2 separate regions of the Ovis aries genome follow, and region 2 is linked to region 1. A link is a contact called in public Hi-C data. All regions are on one chromosome and are shown on one strand. Each heading gives the region's core, a stretch centred on a gene start, on an enhancer-like site or on the middle of the called end of the contact. The rest is flanking DNA. Distances are from core to core; before and after follow the strand shown.

What was found. Hi-C and Micro-C count contacts between places; a contact is called where the count stands out from the background.
Region 2: a contact with region 1 is called in a Hi-C map of tail adipose tissue, with 7 times the contacts expected there. The contact joins the enhancer-like site here to the promoter of TRH in region 1. A contact is called at or near these places in 13 of 16 Hi-C or Micro-C datasets (blood, hypothalamus, liver and 7 more).

The regions. Positions count from the first base shown.
Region 1 is chr19:55,859,059-55,866,778 of ARS-UI_Ramb_v3.0, reverse strand. It overlaps TRH (thyrotropin releasing hormone), which reads left to right and starts at 4,104. Exons shown (of 6, transcript XM_012100221.4): 1 at 4,104-4,379. The coding sequence starts at 4,104.
Region 2 is chr19:56,065,542-56,073,261 of ARS-UI_Ramb_v3.0, reverse strand. LOC121817270 (a long non-coding RNA gene) reads left to right here. Exons shown (of 5, transcript XR_006057108.2): 4 at 1-37; 5 at 2,584-3,624. Among named protein-coding and RNA genes, the nearest start is that of TRNAG-CCC, 5.5 kb to the right of the region's middle. Within about 2 kb of position 4,596, at least 5 of the 54 cell types and tissues checked have an H3K27ac peak or open chromatin away from gene starts, as enhancers often do.

The sequences.
Region 1 (7,720 bases), core at 2,855-5,354:
CGACAGGGATCTGTGTTCCGGGAAGACCCCCAAGCAGGGCCCTAAGATAACACTTACTGGCCTTGTGACCAACCAGCACCACCCCCCTCTATGGGCCTCAGTCTCTTTGTCTGTGAAATGGGACAGTTAGCTCCCGAGGTCAAAACCTGACTGCTGTTTTCCTGACGAATCTGCTTTGCTTGACCTGCGTGGTGATACCTGAACTTTGAACTAGTTGCCAACCTATAGAACTCTGGAAATTTGATCTGAAGCCAGTATCTGTGCCTCTTTTGAGAAAGGAGTCCTTCCCTCAGGGCTGTGGTGGATGGGGCGAAGTTGAGGCCACTCCCTTTAGAGGTCTTCAGTCTCTGTACAGTGCGAGAGACCCGGGTTCAATCCCTGGGTTGGGAAGATTCCCTGGAGAAGGAAATGGCAATCCACTCCAGTATATTGCCTGGAAAGTCCCATGGACAGAGGAGCCTGGAAGGCTACAGTCCATGGGGTCGCAGAGTCGGACACGACTGAGCGACTTCACTTCAGTCTCTGTAACAGCTCCAAAGGCCTGTGTGCATCTAAGTTTCTATGAAAAGGATCCTGGGGTAGAGTGATGGTGGCGTGTTACGGTTGCCAGATTTAGCACATTAAAAATATAGCACTTTGCTGTCCACCAGAAACCATCACAACATTCCTAAACGGCTCTGTGTGTGTGTGTTCACGGGATTTTGCCCTTCCTGACGGCAAGAAGGGTTGCAAGTTTAAAGTGCAATTCTGATTCTTACCACCAGGAGGAAGCAGAGATTGCAAAATTGATGAGTTCCAGGCCCAGGCAACAGAGGAAGAGATGCTTGGATGGCATCACCGACTCAATGGACACGAGTCTGAGCCAACTCCAGGAGATAGTGAAGGACAGGAGGGAAGCCCGGTGCGCTGCCATCCGCGCGATCGTGATGAGTCGGACACAACTGAGCGACTGAACAACAACAACGACCAGGCCCAGGAGCTCTACTCTGCGGGGTTCAGGGGCTACCAGGGCAGGAGGAGAAGGCAGCTGAAAGATGGTGGGGACAGGATCTGGGGATGCGCCTGACCCAGTGTCTGACAACAAGCGGAGGCCAGAGGGCAAGAGGTCACAGCAGGTATTGCTGTTCAGTTGTCCCAATGAGTTTGGTGTTTTGAAGAAACAAGCAAAGCCCTCGGGGCTCTAAGTGATGAGTGGGGCAGTCAGAGGAATGGAAGAGACACAGGAAGGAGGTGCAGGACCCGTGGGCCACGGCAAGAACTTGAGTTTTCACTCTCCCTACAGCCAGGAGCCGTGGAAGGCTTCTGAGAAGCAGAGGGACGTGATCTGACTACAGTTTCGAAGAGAACCACCTGGTAGGAAATAGTTCACGGGGCAGGGGGTGGGTGGGGGGGACCTGGGTGGAAGCAAGCAGACCAGCGGAGAGGCTGCTGCAGTCGCTGAGGTGAGAGGAGATGGTGGCTGAACCAGACTGACACTGGGGGAAAGGGTGGGATTCTGAACACATTTTGAAGGATGAGCAGATAGGGTCTGCTGCTGGAGGGGTCGTGGGAAATGAGAAAAAGAAAGGAGGCAAGAATGACCCCAGAGGTTTCTGCTGAAGCAGCTGCTAGGAGCGGGTTGCATTTTCAGAGACAGGATGTCTGCAGGAGAGCCGTCAGCACGTTCTCTCTTCAGAGAGAACGCACTGTGTGTGGCCCAGCCAGCCTGATCCTGGAGACTGGAGAGGGGAGACAGACAGTAACCTCTCACTCACAAGTAAAGAGAAGATGCTGGCTGGTTGGCAGGGCCACGCAGATCACAACAGGGTCATGAGGTCTTCATGCTACCTAAGAGCAGCCAGAAGCAGCTTTCAGCGAGAATCACAGGATACCTTGACCCTTTAGGAGAGAACAGAGCGCCTCATCGCTTCACTACCCCTCTCAAGGGGCTTGGGAGACCCTCCAGTTCCCTGATAGCTCAGTTGGCAAAGAATCCACCTGCAACGACTCCTGGGTCAGGAAGATCCGCTGGAGAAGGGATAGGCTACCCACTCCAGTATTCTTGGGCTTCCTTTGTGGCTCAGCTGGTAAAGAATGTGCCCGCAATGCGGGGGACCTGGGTTCGATCCCTGGGTTGGGAAGATCCCCTGGAGAAGGGAAAGGCTACCCACTCCAGTATTCTGGCCTGGAGAATTCCATGGACTGTGTAGTCCATGGGGCCGCAAAGAGTCGCATACGACCGAGCAACTTTCACTTTCCTGTGCCCAGGGACTCTCAGCAGCTGCCACCTCACCATGGGGACTGTCACGTCCCCCGGGACCCCGAGGCTCCCCCTTCATTTCCCTACAATCAGCTCCATCTGTGGGCTTTTTCATTTCCTCCAGAGCCACCCCCACCCCCTGTCTTGCTCATATCCTGTTGATCCAGACCCCTCATCCACCAGCCCTGCCCCCCACCCCGCTCTGGTTATGACTTGGCTTAGGAGGGCATCACTCTGATGTCTGCCTCCGGGTCATCGAGCCGTCTCCCCGTGTGTTTCCATCTCTGTGTCTTTTCTCCCCTTCTAATAAGAACAGTAATTGCGTGGGCTTAAGGACACACCCTACGACTTCACCTTAGCTAATTACATCTGCGATGACTGTTTCCGAATAAAGTCACATTCTGAGATACTGCTGGAGAAGGAAATGGCAACCCACTCCAGTATTCTTGCCTGGAGAATCCCATGGATGGAGGAGCCTGGTAGGCTACAGTCCACGGGGTCGCAAAGAGTCCGACACGACTGAGCGACTTCACCTTCACCTTTCACCTTTCTGAGATACTGAGGCTTAGGACTTCGATATAGATTTTCAGGGAGATATAGCTCATCCCATGACAGCTTCGTTGTTGGGGTGATGAGCCAGCCTGCATGTCTACATTGCCCAAGAGTTGTGCCCTATGGGAGGGCTTTGCAGATGAGGCGGCTCCCATGGGCCAAGGACAATTGTCAGGAGAAGGGGGCAGCTATGCTCTTTAGCGGGCAACACTCACGGCAGCCGGGAGGTGGGTGCCTCAGCCCGGAGAGGGGAGCTGGGTGGGGTATCCGCAGCTTCTGGACAGGCAAGCTGTCCAGCCTCTCTGTGCCTCAGTCCCTTCACTTAGAAAACAGGGCTTGTAACCTGTGTGGTGGTGATTTAGGCAGCAAATCGTCTCCGACTTTTTGTGGCCCCATGGACTGTAGCCCGCCAGGCTCCTCTGTCCCTGGGATTTCCTAGGCAAGGATGCTGGAGTGGGTTGCCATTTCCTTCTCCAGGGGATCTTCCCGACCCTGGGTTCGAACCCTGGTTCCCTGCATTGCGTAGACTGTGTACGTTAGGGAAAGGTGAGGATTAAAATCGTTTACGTTCTTAGACCTGTGTCTGATGCGTGGCAAGTTCTTGGGAAATGCTGCTGCTGCTGCTGCTAAGTCGCTTCAGTCGTGTCCGACTCTGTGCGACCCCATAGACGGCAGCCTACCAGCTAGCATATTATTAATTACCTCTTGGGCCATGGTGGACATGCCAGTCTCTGAGAAGCAGCTCAGTCTCTGTCTCAAAGACGGGCCTCTGCTCAGCCTCCTGGCTGATTCAGAAAAGCCCTCAGATGACTTAATTCACCACAAACACCACTGCAGAATGAGCCCTTGGAGGTCATCCACTTCAGTCCTCTGGGACCATTTTGCAGATGGGGAAACTGAGGCCCAGCCAGGAACTTACCCAAGTAACGCATGGGAGGCAGCGCGGCAATCTTTCAGAGAGATGTCTTGGAACAGACAGACTGGGCTTGAAGCCCAGCTGGGTGGCCTTGGGTCAGTTCCTCTGCCTCTCCGGGCCCCAGGTTTCTTGTCTATTAAAGGAGTCATCACTGTACTTATGATTGAACATGAAATGCTCTGTCTAAATGCTTATTAAATGTCAGCTCCGGTGTCACACCAGCACTATCAGGAAACACGTGGGTCGTATGCAGCCCTCCCGGAAGGAGGGGGACTTCCTAGCCCAGGATACTCTGGCCCCAGGTGGAGTGGCAGGGTGGGGGTTTCAGCCCCTGCACACTGACTCCAGTCTCAGCAGAGGCCATCCTGGTGGCCTGTCACTCAGCTCCCCGGCGCCATGGAGCTGCTTAATTGCATAGATGGTGGTGCTGTCGCCAAAGCCTCGTTCGTCAGAGCTGTGTGGTCTCAGCCGTGCTTGGCTGAGAGGTACATTCATTACGCAGACAGCTCCGAGCGGGACTTCCAGAGGGACGGGCCGAGGAGGGAGGCGAGCAGGCACGCTCCATTCCCGGGGCTCAGCAGGCCTCTCATCCCACGGCTGATTGCCACGCGGGCCCACTCTGTGAAGGGTGCTGTCCTCATTGCTTCACAAATATCAGCTCACAACAGCCCCGTGAGGACGGTTATCTGTGAGGATGGTTATTGTGCCCGTCCCCATCTTGTAGATCCGTCATGAGGACTGAAGCTGAAGCTCCAATCCTTTGGCCACCTGATGCGAAGAGCCGACTCATTAGAAAAGACCCTGATGCTGATCTGGAGAAGGAAATGGCAGCCCACTCCAGTACTCTTGCCTGGAGAATCCCATGGACAAAGGAGCCTGGCAGGCTACAGTCCACAGGGTCGCAAAGCGTTGGACACGACTGAGCGACTAGCACACACACACTCATGCCGGGAAAGATTAAAGGTGGGAGGAGAAGGGGACGGCAGAGGACGAGATGGTTGGATGGCATCACTGACTCAGTGGGCATGAGTCTGCGCAAACGGGGAGATGGTGAAGGACAGGGAGGCCTGGTGTGCTGCAGTGCATGGGGTCGCAAAGAGTCAGGCACAACTTAGCGTCTGAACAACAACAGCCACAGCCCAGAGAAGCGCAGTGACAACTCCAGTTTCACTCAGATCAAAAGTGGGGCCAGTGGCTCCCGGGAGGCCTCTCAAAGACAAGGGTGTTGATAAGTGTGACATCACTAGTAGTTTCCAGGTACAGGGGGTTCACAGGGGTCAGAGGCGGTGCTAAGCCCCTTTCTGAATGGACTCTGAGATAAGGATGAACAGCCCCTTTCATAAAAGGCCCCTGGAGGATGCAGGCGCTTGCCCCAGGCCATACAGCTGTCCAGGAAACAGCTGCTTTGTCTTCTTCTTCTTTTTTAAAATATGTATTTTCCTTGTATTTATTTATTTGACTGAGCTAGGTCTTAGTTTCAACATGAAAACTCATTAGATGTGGGATCTAGTTCCCTGGGCAGGGATCAAACCCAGGGCCCCTGCATTGGGAGGACAGAGCCTTAGCCACTGGGCCAGCAGGGAAGTCCCCGATTTGGCTTCTTAAATAAGGCAGTTCTGGTTCCCAGTCTGGGCCTTAACCACTCCCTCTGCTTGGGGGAGGTCCTTGCCCCTCTCTGGGCCTCAGTGTACTTTTTAAAAAAACTTATCTATTTGCCTGAGCGGGGTCTTAGTTGCAACATGTGGGATCTAGTTCCCTGACCAGGGATCGAACCCGTGCCCCCTGCTTTGGGAGCAAGAAGTCTCAGCCACTAGACCACCAGGGAAGCCCCCTCAGTGCCTTTTTCAATCCATCAGTTCAGTTCAGTCACTCAGTTGTGTCCGACTCTTTGCAACCCCATGGACTGCAGCATGCCAGGCCTCCCTGTCCATCACCAACTCCCGGAACTCATCCAAACTCAAGTCCATTGAGTCGGTGATGTCATCCAACCATCTTTGTCTGTCGTCCCTTCTCGTCCTGCCCTCAATCTTTCCCAGCATTAGGGTCTTTTCCAATGAGTTGGTTCTTCATGTCAGGTGGCCAAAGTATTGGAGCTTCAGCTTCAGCATCAGTCTTTTCAATGAATATTCAGGACTGATTTCCTTTAGGATTGACTGGTTTGATCTCCTTGCAGTCCAAGGGACTCTCAACAGTCTTCTCCAACATCACAGTTCAAAAGCATCAATTCTTTGGCGCTTAGCTTTCTTTATAGTCCATCTCTCACATCCATATATGACTACTGGAAAAACCATAGTTTTGACTATATGGACCTTTGTCAGCAAAGTAATGTCTCTGCTTTTTAATATGCTGTCTAGGTTGGTCATAGTTTTTCTTCCAAGGAGCAAGTGTCTTTTAATTTCATGGCTACAATCACCATCTGCAGTGATTTTGGAGCCTAAGAAAATAAAGTCTGTCACTGTTTCCACTGTTTCCCCATCTGTTTGCCATGAAGGGTTGGGACGGGATGCCACGATCTTCATTTTTTGAATGTTGAGTTTTATGCCAGCCTTTTCAATCCATAAACCAGCTTTACCAAGCTCCCTACACTGAACATCAGCAACTAGACTGTGGTGGGGGATGGGGCAGGTGCAGAAGACGGAGGGATCTCAAGTTTCTCTGCAGAGGGTGTCAGATACCTGCTTCCAGCCCCGTAGTTGTTTTGTCGATCAGTCGTGTTTGACTCTTTGCAACCCCATGGACGGCAGCACACCAGGCTTCCCTGTCCTTCACGATCTCCTGGAGCTTGCTCAGACTCATGTCCATTGAGTCAGTGATGCCATCCGACCACCTCATCCTCTGCTGCTCCCTTTTCCTCCTGCCCTCAGTCTTTCCCTGCATCAGGGTCTTTTCCAATGAAAAGGCTCTTCGCATCAGGTGGCCAAAATATTGGAGCTTCAGCGTCAGCATCAGTCCTTCCAGGGACTGGTCTGATCTTCTTGCTGTCCAAGTGACTCTTGGGAGTCTCCAGCCCTGAAGATCCTGCAAACCAGCGTTTCTCTGGGTGCAGACCACATGGATTGAATGGAATTTCCACAGGCTACAAGGAATCAGATTTTGCACTCTTTGCTCTTAATCAAAAAGCCTTAGGAAGAGAACACGTTCTCCACCCAAAACCTCAAAAAGGTTATTTGAGACATTTAACAAATTAATATACAGTTTAACAAGTTTGAGAATTTAGAAAAGTCTTACCTGTACATGTTAAAACATTCAAACAACACAGGAGGGTCCAGCAGGAACTTCAGCTCCTCGCCCTCCACTCTGCCTCCTGAAACTGCCGCCCGGAGAAAACTGCTCTCCTGATGCTATTGATCACCTTCTCAGAGCCAAACACTCCCCTGGGCACTGGGGACAGCAGGGGACCAGACACAGCCCCTGCAGAACCAAGGATAATGACCATGACTTTATTGAGTGTCCGACTCTTTGCAACCCCATGGACTGCAGCATTCCTTAGAGTGGCCAGGCGGGACCCTGACTCTTTTAACAGTGCCACGATTGTGCCCCTTTCATAAAAGAGGAGAAGGGAGCATCTCCAAATCATGATTTCCTAGACTTTGTCTGAGTTCAGCCTGTAACTGAAGCACTTGGACTGGCTGTGCTCAAATACAGGTTCCTGGGCTTGCACTCACCTGCTTCTCAGAGCGGGGGAGAAGCCTGCATTTTACACACACACCCTGGGAGTCTCTGTTGTTGTTCAGCCATGCCTGACTCTTCGTGACCCCATGGACTGACTGCAGCACGCCAGGCACTCCTGTCCTTCACCATCTCTTGGAGTTTGCTCAAACTCTTGTCCATTGAGTAGGTGATGCCATCCTCTGCCACCTTCTCCTTTTACCTTCAATCTTTCCCAGCATCGGTTTTGAGGACCACTGCCCCAGCCGCCCTGGGAGGTGGCAGGGTGAAGAGACCATTGAGGTAGTCACATTCTGAAGTGACAAACCCTTGTGGGGGGCGGGGGCAGCCAGGGCGAAGGTGCA
Region 2 (7,720 bases), core at 3,347-5,846, 210 kb before region 1:
CACAGGGCTCACAGCACCCTAGTGGCTGGGTTATTTGGTGAGTGTAAACACCCCGGGGAAGGTCTGCATATGTTTGTTCACTGCCGCTGCCCCAGGGCTAGACCCCTAGCGGGTGCTCCTACACCTAGGCCAGCAAGGAATGGGTCCCTGGGCTGGTCTGGTGTCCAGCTGAACACAGACTTAGTGGTCGGTGCCCAGGCCTGGCGAGGGGTGGGCTGCAGAGACTTTGAGTAGCTGCTGGGGAGGGAGCCCCCAGCACTGGCCCAGCATCCAGAGGAAGCTATTTCTAGCTCCGGGAAACAGGAAGTGAGTCATGGCCCGAGAAGGCCGGACGCTCAGCACCTCGCGCGCGATTGATGAGCGCCTGGACGGAAGGGCCGGCCGTGCCTCGGGAAGCAGGAAGGAGGCCTGGAGGAAGGGGATAGGAGGGGAGACCCTCTCCCCAGCAGAACAGGCGGCCCTGTGGGGCCCCAGAGGAAGCCGGTGAGCTCCACACAGATGAAGCCACCAGCCCATTGTCCCTCCGCACCTGGGGTGGGTCGCCAGGGCAGGAGAGGCCACCTGCCCGAACCTTCCAACCCAACTGACACCCAGCCAGGGCCCACCCCGGGGGGACTGATACTCATCCCATCTGCTCCCCTCAGGAGCACGAGCAATCCCTCGCCCCATTTCACAGAAGCCCAAAGACAGGCAGGGGCTTGCCAAGGCCATGGCCACAGAGAGGGCTGCGGGGGACTCGAACCCCGCCCAGTGCCACCAGGGAGAGCGCTCACAGAGGACAGGAGGCCGCCACCACTAACATCTGGGCAGGTGTCCGAGGACCCCTGGCTGGGCTCTAGACCCAGTTCAGTTTCTATCTGAAAATAGTAAAGCTAAACAAGTACCCCCACCACCACCCCGGGGCCCCGACTTCCCTGTCTTCATTCAAGAGGCTTGGCTGGTCAGGCCAGAGTCAAAGTCTGGGGTCTGAGGCTGGGACGGTCCCCCCCTGAGCTGAGGCTCCCCAGGCAAGCGACCAGGGAAACCCCCTTCCTCCTGGCATCACAGCCTGGGGCCCCAATATGGTTTTGGTCGGGTAGGGGGGCACCATCATGTGACCCTCCATCCGGGACAAGGGGTGGTGCCAGTGGGCCGCCGTCAATCCTGTAAGAGGTGGGGGGGCGTCGCAGGAGAACTTTCACTTCCTCAACTGAACCCATGCCATCCCATCCCTGCCCCTCCGTTCTCACTTCCCCCTCCATGCCACGGCAGGGGTGGGCATCCCCCGCCCCTACAGGAATCGAGGGCTTTGACGTGCCATGCAGCTAACAATGGGCACCCTGAGAGCCCGCCACCGAGGGTGTGCGCCGCGGGTTGCAGGGTCGGGGAGAGGCAGAATCAGGCAGGGTGAACCCTTGATGCTTTGCTGGGTGCCTGCATGCATGCCAAGTCGCTTCAGTCGTGTCCAACTCTTTGCAACCCCATGGACTGGAGGCCGCCAGGCTCCTCTGTCCATGGGATTGTCCAGGCAAGAATACTACAGTGCCATGCCCTTCTCCAGGGGGATCTTCCTGACCCAGGGATGGAACCCGGGTCTTTTACATTTCCTACACTGGCAGGCAAGAACTTCACCCCTAGCACCCCATGTACCGGAGTGCTTTGCTGGGTGGGAGGGGAGAATTTGAAGTTTTTCTTTCGAGTCTCAATTTTCTAAGTTTCATCAGAGAAACTTGTGTATTATTTGTGTTAAAGGCAACAGGAGACAAAAGCCACGGGTTGGGAGGATGTGGGTAATGGTGGGTATTTGTTGAGAATCAGAGGCCAGAAGCGCAGCTGCACCTACGAAGGGAAGGAGGGTGGGGCCCGGAGCCTGGGGACCGGGCACTCTGAGGGGAGACTACCTCGGCCCAGCCCAGGCCCTGTCGCTGCCCCACAGTCCCGAGGGAGAGACTCAGCTCCACCGTGGCGGGGTACCAGACGCTCAGAACAGCTGGCCACCTGTCGGGGGTCACCCCCCCCAGAAGGTGGGCGGCGCTGCCCACCCCAGACCCTCCTCTCAGACACAACTTCCAGGGCTGGACTCACCTGGCTGGTCCGCAGGTCCCCTCTGAAAGCTAGCACTGGTGGAACCCCAGCTCTGAAGCTCCCCAACAAGTCACCACCCTGCTCTGTGCCTCAGTTTCTCCGGGGTACCTGGGACGGAGCCAGCTAACGCTGGGCACGCACGCGTGGGCACGTACACGTGGCTCCACACGCACCGCCTCTACTATTTGACTGACATGAAGGAACCCAGCGCCACGCGCATGCGTAAGGCCGGGCAGGACCATAGCATCCTCCGTGGGGACCCAGTATCTGCGCGTGACGGTCAGAGGTTGCCCCCCCATTTTACTATCCAGCCCCGTCCCTCTGTCTTTACTGAACCTCAAGGCCTCCGGACCTCAAGGCTTGATGGGAGGCAAGGGCCTTGCCCCTCTGGACGCGCACGTGCCCACCCAGCGCGGACCCCATGTGGAAGAGGAGGGACGGAGAGGTCGAATGACGAGCCTCAGAAAAGGCGCGTAAATGCTACAATCGGCGTTATTTACCGCAGGTTTGCGTTTGCAGGACCCTCGGCCCCTGGCGGAGGATGCCGGGAGAAGGAGAGGTGGGCGTGCGGAGGAACCTGTCGCATTACTTTGAGCACGGGTAGCTGAGTGGATCCCTGTGAGTTACAGGTCTGGGGCTCCGCTTTCCCCTCCATGCTCCGGACCCTCCCAGCCAAGAGACCAGACCGCCTGAGCACCAAGCCCAGCTGCCCGCCTTGCTAAGCTGGTTAAAGCACCTGCAGGGTGCCTCCTGGGCCGGGCGCTGGGGCCCGTTCAAGTTGGTTTCACCGGGTAGGGCTGTCATCCCCATTTTACAGAGGAGGAAGTTGAGACTCAAGGAGAACTCACTGCGGAGATTGCCAACCAGGGGCGTCAGAGTTCAGCCCTTGTGCACTCCCCAAACGTACCCACTTCTGTGCCTGTACCCACCCCCACCCCGGGACCCCGCCCGACTCGCCCTTTGCCTTCTCCATCAGATCAAGGTCCCTGAGTGGACAGTGAGGACCACAGTGTAGGGACCGGGTCCCCCTTCCCATGCTCTACGCGGCTGGTGTCCCCTGAGTGCTGAGCAGAGGAGAGAGCTGTAAACCAACAGGCCCAGCCCGCAGTGGAAGATGAAGTGCCGATGAATGAGAGCAGGAAGGTGCTGACTCCCGTTGTTTGTTTAGCCTGGGTGGTGGAGGTCAGGGAGGGCTTCCTGGAGGAGGCACCAGGCTACCAACAGGGGCAGGGGCTGAGGTGAGGGGGCACAGCCGATGCAAAGACCCAGGGGCGAGAAGGAGCCCTGCCTTCCTCCTCGCCCCGCCACCCAGCTCTCCCCTTCCTGACCGCCCCCCACCCCGCGCCCACGCCCATCCTCTCCTGCCAGCGGCTCCTCCAAAGACCGGAAGTTGAGGTGGGAATCCAACCCCGCAGATGAGGAAAAACTGCTCCAAAGGAAAAAAAAAAGAAAAAGAAAAAGAAAAAAACACCCCACCAAAACCCTTACAGACATTAATTCCATTGTTTCCACTCCCAGATCCTGCCTGAAAAACAAAAATAAAATCAAAATCAAACCCCAGCTGGGAGGCTTTCTCTGGCAAAGCCTTCAAGTAGGGGGTTGAGTGGAAGAGGCGCCACCCCCATCCCCTGCAGAGACCCCGCGCCCCTTGGACCTGAGCCTCCGCCAGCCCCTCAGTGGGGTGAGAACCGTGGGGGCCGGTTGCCTTCCCTGGCCAGTTCACTGAGACCCCTTCACACCCATAAAACTGAGGGGCTGGGCATACAGCGGAGCTGGGATTGGAATCTGGATCTTTGTGACCCTCAGAACGCACTAGCTTGCCCCCAGTCCACGGGGCACTAGGAGCAGGTACGGAGGAGTAAGTATTGGCAGGGGTTGCGTCCTGCACTTCCGGCTGGCTCTGCTCATACGTCCAGCAACGGGAAGCTCGCTCCTCACAATCAGCCATCTTCGCCTATTTGCATTGTCAAGAGTTGTCTGTCCACTCCTGCCGCACCCCCGGCCTGGCTCCTAAACTCTGATAGTGACACACGGGAGGCTCTGTCGGGACCAGGACTGGAGCGGCAGCCTGGTGGGACACTTTTCGGAAATGGGAACAAGAAGTGGGAGGCCACAGGAGGAGGGTTAAGTCTGGCCTCTCCTGGCACTGTGGTCCCTCGGGGGAGTCCCCTGGAGCCTCCCGCCATCCCAGGCCTCTCACGGCCCCGTGGGCAGTGTCCCTGTCTCGTGCCAGGCCCAGAGGGTGCATCTTGTCTCCCTAGGGGCCTCTGAGGTGGGCGTGATTAGGCCCATTTTATGGATGGGGTCAATGAAGCACAGGACGCGCCCAAGGCCGGCCACGCCGGGCCCCATGTGGGGGACCCGGCGCCCCGCTTCCCACTTCCCTCCAGGGCTGACCTCAGCGGCCCCTGGCCGGGCTTTTCCCAGAGCTGAGGCCGGAAGCACAGGTCCCGAGTGTTTGTTCAGGCCGGGCCGGGGCTCCAGGCAGGCGAGGAGGAAACGGCCGCAAGATGTTTGTCCAAGTGGGGGGGTCAGGATCCACAGCCAGGAGCTGGGAAGGAAGTGCCAGAGGAGGAGAAGTCAGCTGGAGTCAGCAGGCCCAGGGCCTCGCCTGCCTCTCCTCTCCTCGGGGGCAGGGCTGCACACAGTAGGCACCTGCTGGATAAGGAAGCCAGAGCCCCACCCCCACCCCTCCTCTGCTGCACCCTCCCAGCTACGTCCTTTGGGAAAACCTCCTGGCCCCGCACCCTGGAACAAAGAGTCTGGCTACTGCTCCCCACCCACCATGCCACCCAGGTCCGGCCACCAGCTTCCAGCCTGGACTGGGCAGTAGCCACCTCACTGGTCTCAGTCCTCCCATCCTCCTCCCCCCCACCCAGTCTATTCCCTGCCTGCCTTGGCGCCAGAGGGATCCTTATTAATATGCAAATCAGATCTTGTCTCTTCTCGCACAACACTCAGCCAGGCCCCCACCTCCCCGAGAGCAAAAGCCATCTGTCAGGGGCTGAATTGTGTCCCCAGATTCACATCCTCAAGTCCCACCCCCCAGCACCTCGGAATGTGACTGGATTTGGAGACAGGGCCTTTGAAGGGGGTGATTAAGTTGAGGTCATATGGGTGGGCCCCAGGCCAACGGGACCAGTGTCCTTATAAGAAGAGATTGGGGCACAGACAAGTCTCCGCACAGAGTGATAAGGGGGCCATCTGCAGGCCAAGGAGAGAGACGTCAGGGGAAGGCAAACCCGCTGACGCCTTGACCTTGGACTTGTGGCCTCCAGTGAGCCCGGTGGGGCTCTTTGCGACCCCATGGGCTGTAGCCCGCCAGGCTCCTCTGCCCATGGGCTTTCCCAGGCAAGGATACTGGCGTAGGTAAGCCATTCCCTTCTCCACGGGATCCTCCTGACCCAGGGGTCCAGTTGCAGGCAGATGGTTTTCTGTGTGAGACATCAGGGAAGCACTCCAGCCTCCAGAACTGCAGGAAAAGAAATTTCTGTTGCCATGAGGTGGTACTCTGTCTCTGCCCCCGAAGCCAACCAAGGTGCCCTCTCCCCTGGTGCCCTGGCCGGTCCTGGCCCCTCCTGCTGCCCCCGCGCTCTCTCTTCAGTCCACCTGGCATGCTCTCAGCCCCCAGCCTTGGCCCTTGCTGTTCCCTCTGCCTCTTACGCCCTTTCCCCGGGGCTGCTGCCTTCTCATCACTCGAATGTCTGCTGCCACGGCCCCCTCCACAGGGGCGCTCCCGGCTCATCGGCTCATCGGGGCTGTCAGCCACCTCTCCTGTCGGACTGGTACCTCCACCAGGGCAGTGGCTGGCACTTTGTGCCAGAGTGGCCCGCACACAGCACATGTGCAACGAAGACCTGCTGAACACTGGGAGACAGGCCCCTCCTAGCCCCACCTCCCCATCTTCCAAAACTCAGAGCACAAGGGAGGCAGGGCGGGGCCTCCAGGTGCTGCCCAGGTTCAGGAGGTGGCTCCGCAGCATGGCCTGAGCAGGGCCTGCCTGCCTGCAGGATGCATGAGATTGCTGCCTGCCTCCCACATCCTGGGCTTCTAGACAGCACCTGTGTTCATTCCCCTCTTTCCTCATTTGTTTTTCAATGGCTCTTCCGGCAGCTCTGCTGTGGGTCAAACGCCGACCCCTCTCAAATTCATCTGTTAAGTCCTAATCCACAATGTGATTGCATTAGGAGGGGGGATCTTTCGCAGCGTGAGTAGTCGTGAAGGTGGAGCCCTCATGAATAAGGATAGTTTTAGTTTTTCAGTCGCTCATTCTCTTTGGGGCCCCATGGACTGTAGTCCCCTCAGCCTCCTCTGTCCATGGGATTTCCCAGGCAAGAATACTGGGCTAGGTGGCCATTTCCTTCTCCAGGGTATAACCCTGTAAACATTCATGTTTGACATCTGTCCATTTCCCTCTAGCTAAATTACATCTCGATAATAAAAAAACAAAGCAAAACCTTTATTTTTTTAAAGCCACCACTCCCCTTGTCGGCCACTTGCGGGACGGGGCAGGGGGGTACTCATCTCCTAGGGCGCCGCAGTCGCGCGGGCCGCGGAAGGCTCCACGCGCGGGTGCGGCCTAGTCCCTCCTGGGCCGGGACGCGTGGGCCCGAGAGCCGCGCAGGCCTCCCCGGTGCCCCCTCCCGCCCGCCGGGGCTGGGAAAGGCCGGAAGCGGCGCCGGGTGGGCGAGGGCCATTGTCCGCACGTCCGCTCCGGCCCCGCCCCGCATTGTCCCGGGGGTGGGACCCTCCGCGGGCCCGGGGCTGGGGGTCCCCCGGGTCGCGCAGTGGCGCCTCCCCTTGCCCGTGCCCTCCCCTCCTCGTTTGCAGGAGGGAGGCCAGCGCCGGGGACCGAGCCCCGCGCGCCCCGCCGCGCCGTCCCCAGAGGTCACTCAGCCACCCGCTCCCCCTTCCCCTTGGGGCTTTGGGCCCCTCCGAAATCACAGACGCCGCTGGCGGGTGGGTGGGTGGGTGGGGTGGCAGGAGACATTCCCTCGCCGAGGGTCACGTGGCTGCAAAGCTGGGGAATCGGGGAGATGGGGCAAACCTCGCTGTCCTTGCCAGCGCCCCCGCTTTGAACGAGGGAAACCAGAGAGGGTCTCGTCTGCAGGGGGCTCCCATTCCAGTGTGGGGCGGGGGCAGAGGGGGCGCAGAGCATCGTTTAGACGACAAGTAGGTGACTGCACGGTTGCACAAGCTGGGAGACCGGTGAGGGAAGGCTCAGCGAGAGGGGTGGTCACCGGAGGCTCTGGGCAGGTGACGTCCTGGCAGAAAGCACGGGAGGAAGAGGCAGCCCGGGGGGACGGGGTGGGGCGCAGTCGGGGCAGAGGAGCCGTGTGGACCGAGACCCCGGTACGAGGCCGGCTGGCGGAGGCGCCTGGTGGGAGGGAGTGAAGTCAGAGAGCCGACTCGTGGGAGCCCAGACTTTAGGGGCTGCATCTGAGTCAAACTCGATGAAGAGACGGGCCGGCAGTTTGCTGAGAATAGAGGTCAGGAAGGCTTCGTTTCCAGCTATGCTCGACGACGGCGTGCCCTCTCCCGGCCTGGCTTTCCCTGGTTGCAGAAAGCATCTGGGTTGGAAGACGCTCTGAAACTGACTCCTCTCCAACCAACATTACCGTGACCTCACCTTGGTTGCACAAGAAAGGCGCCTGCA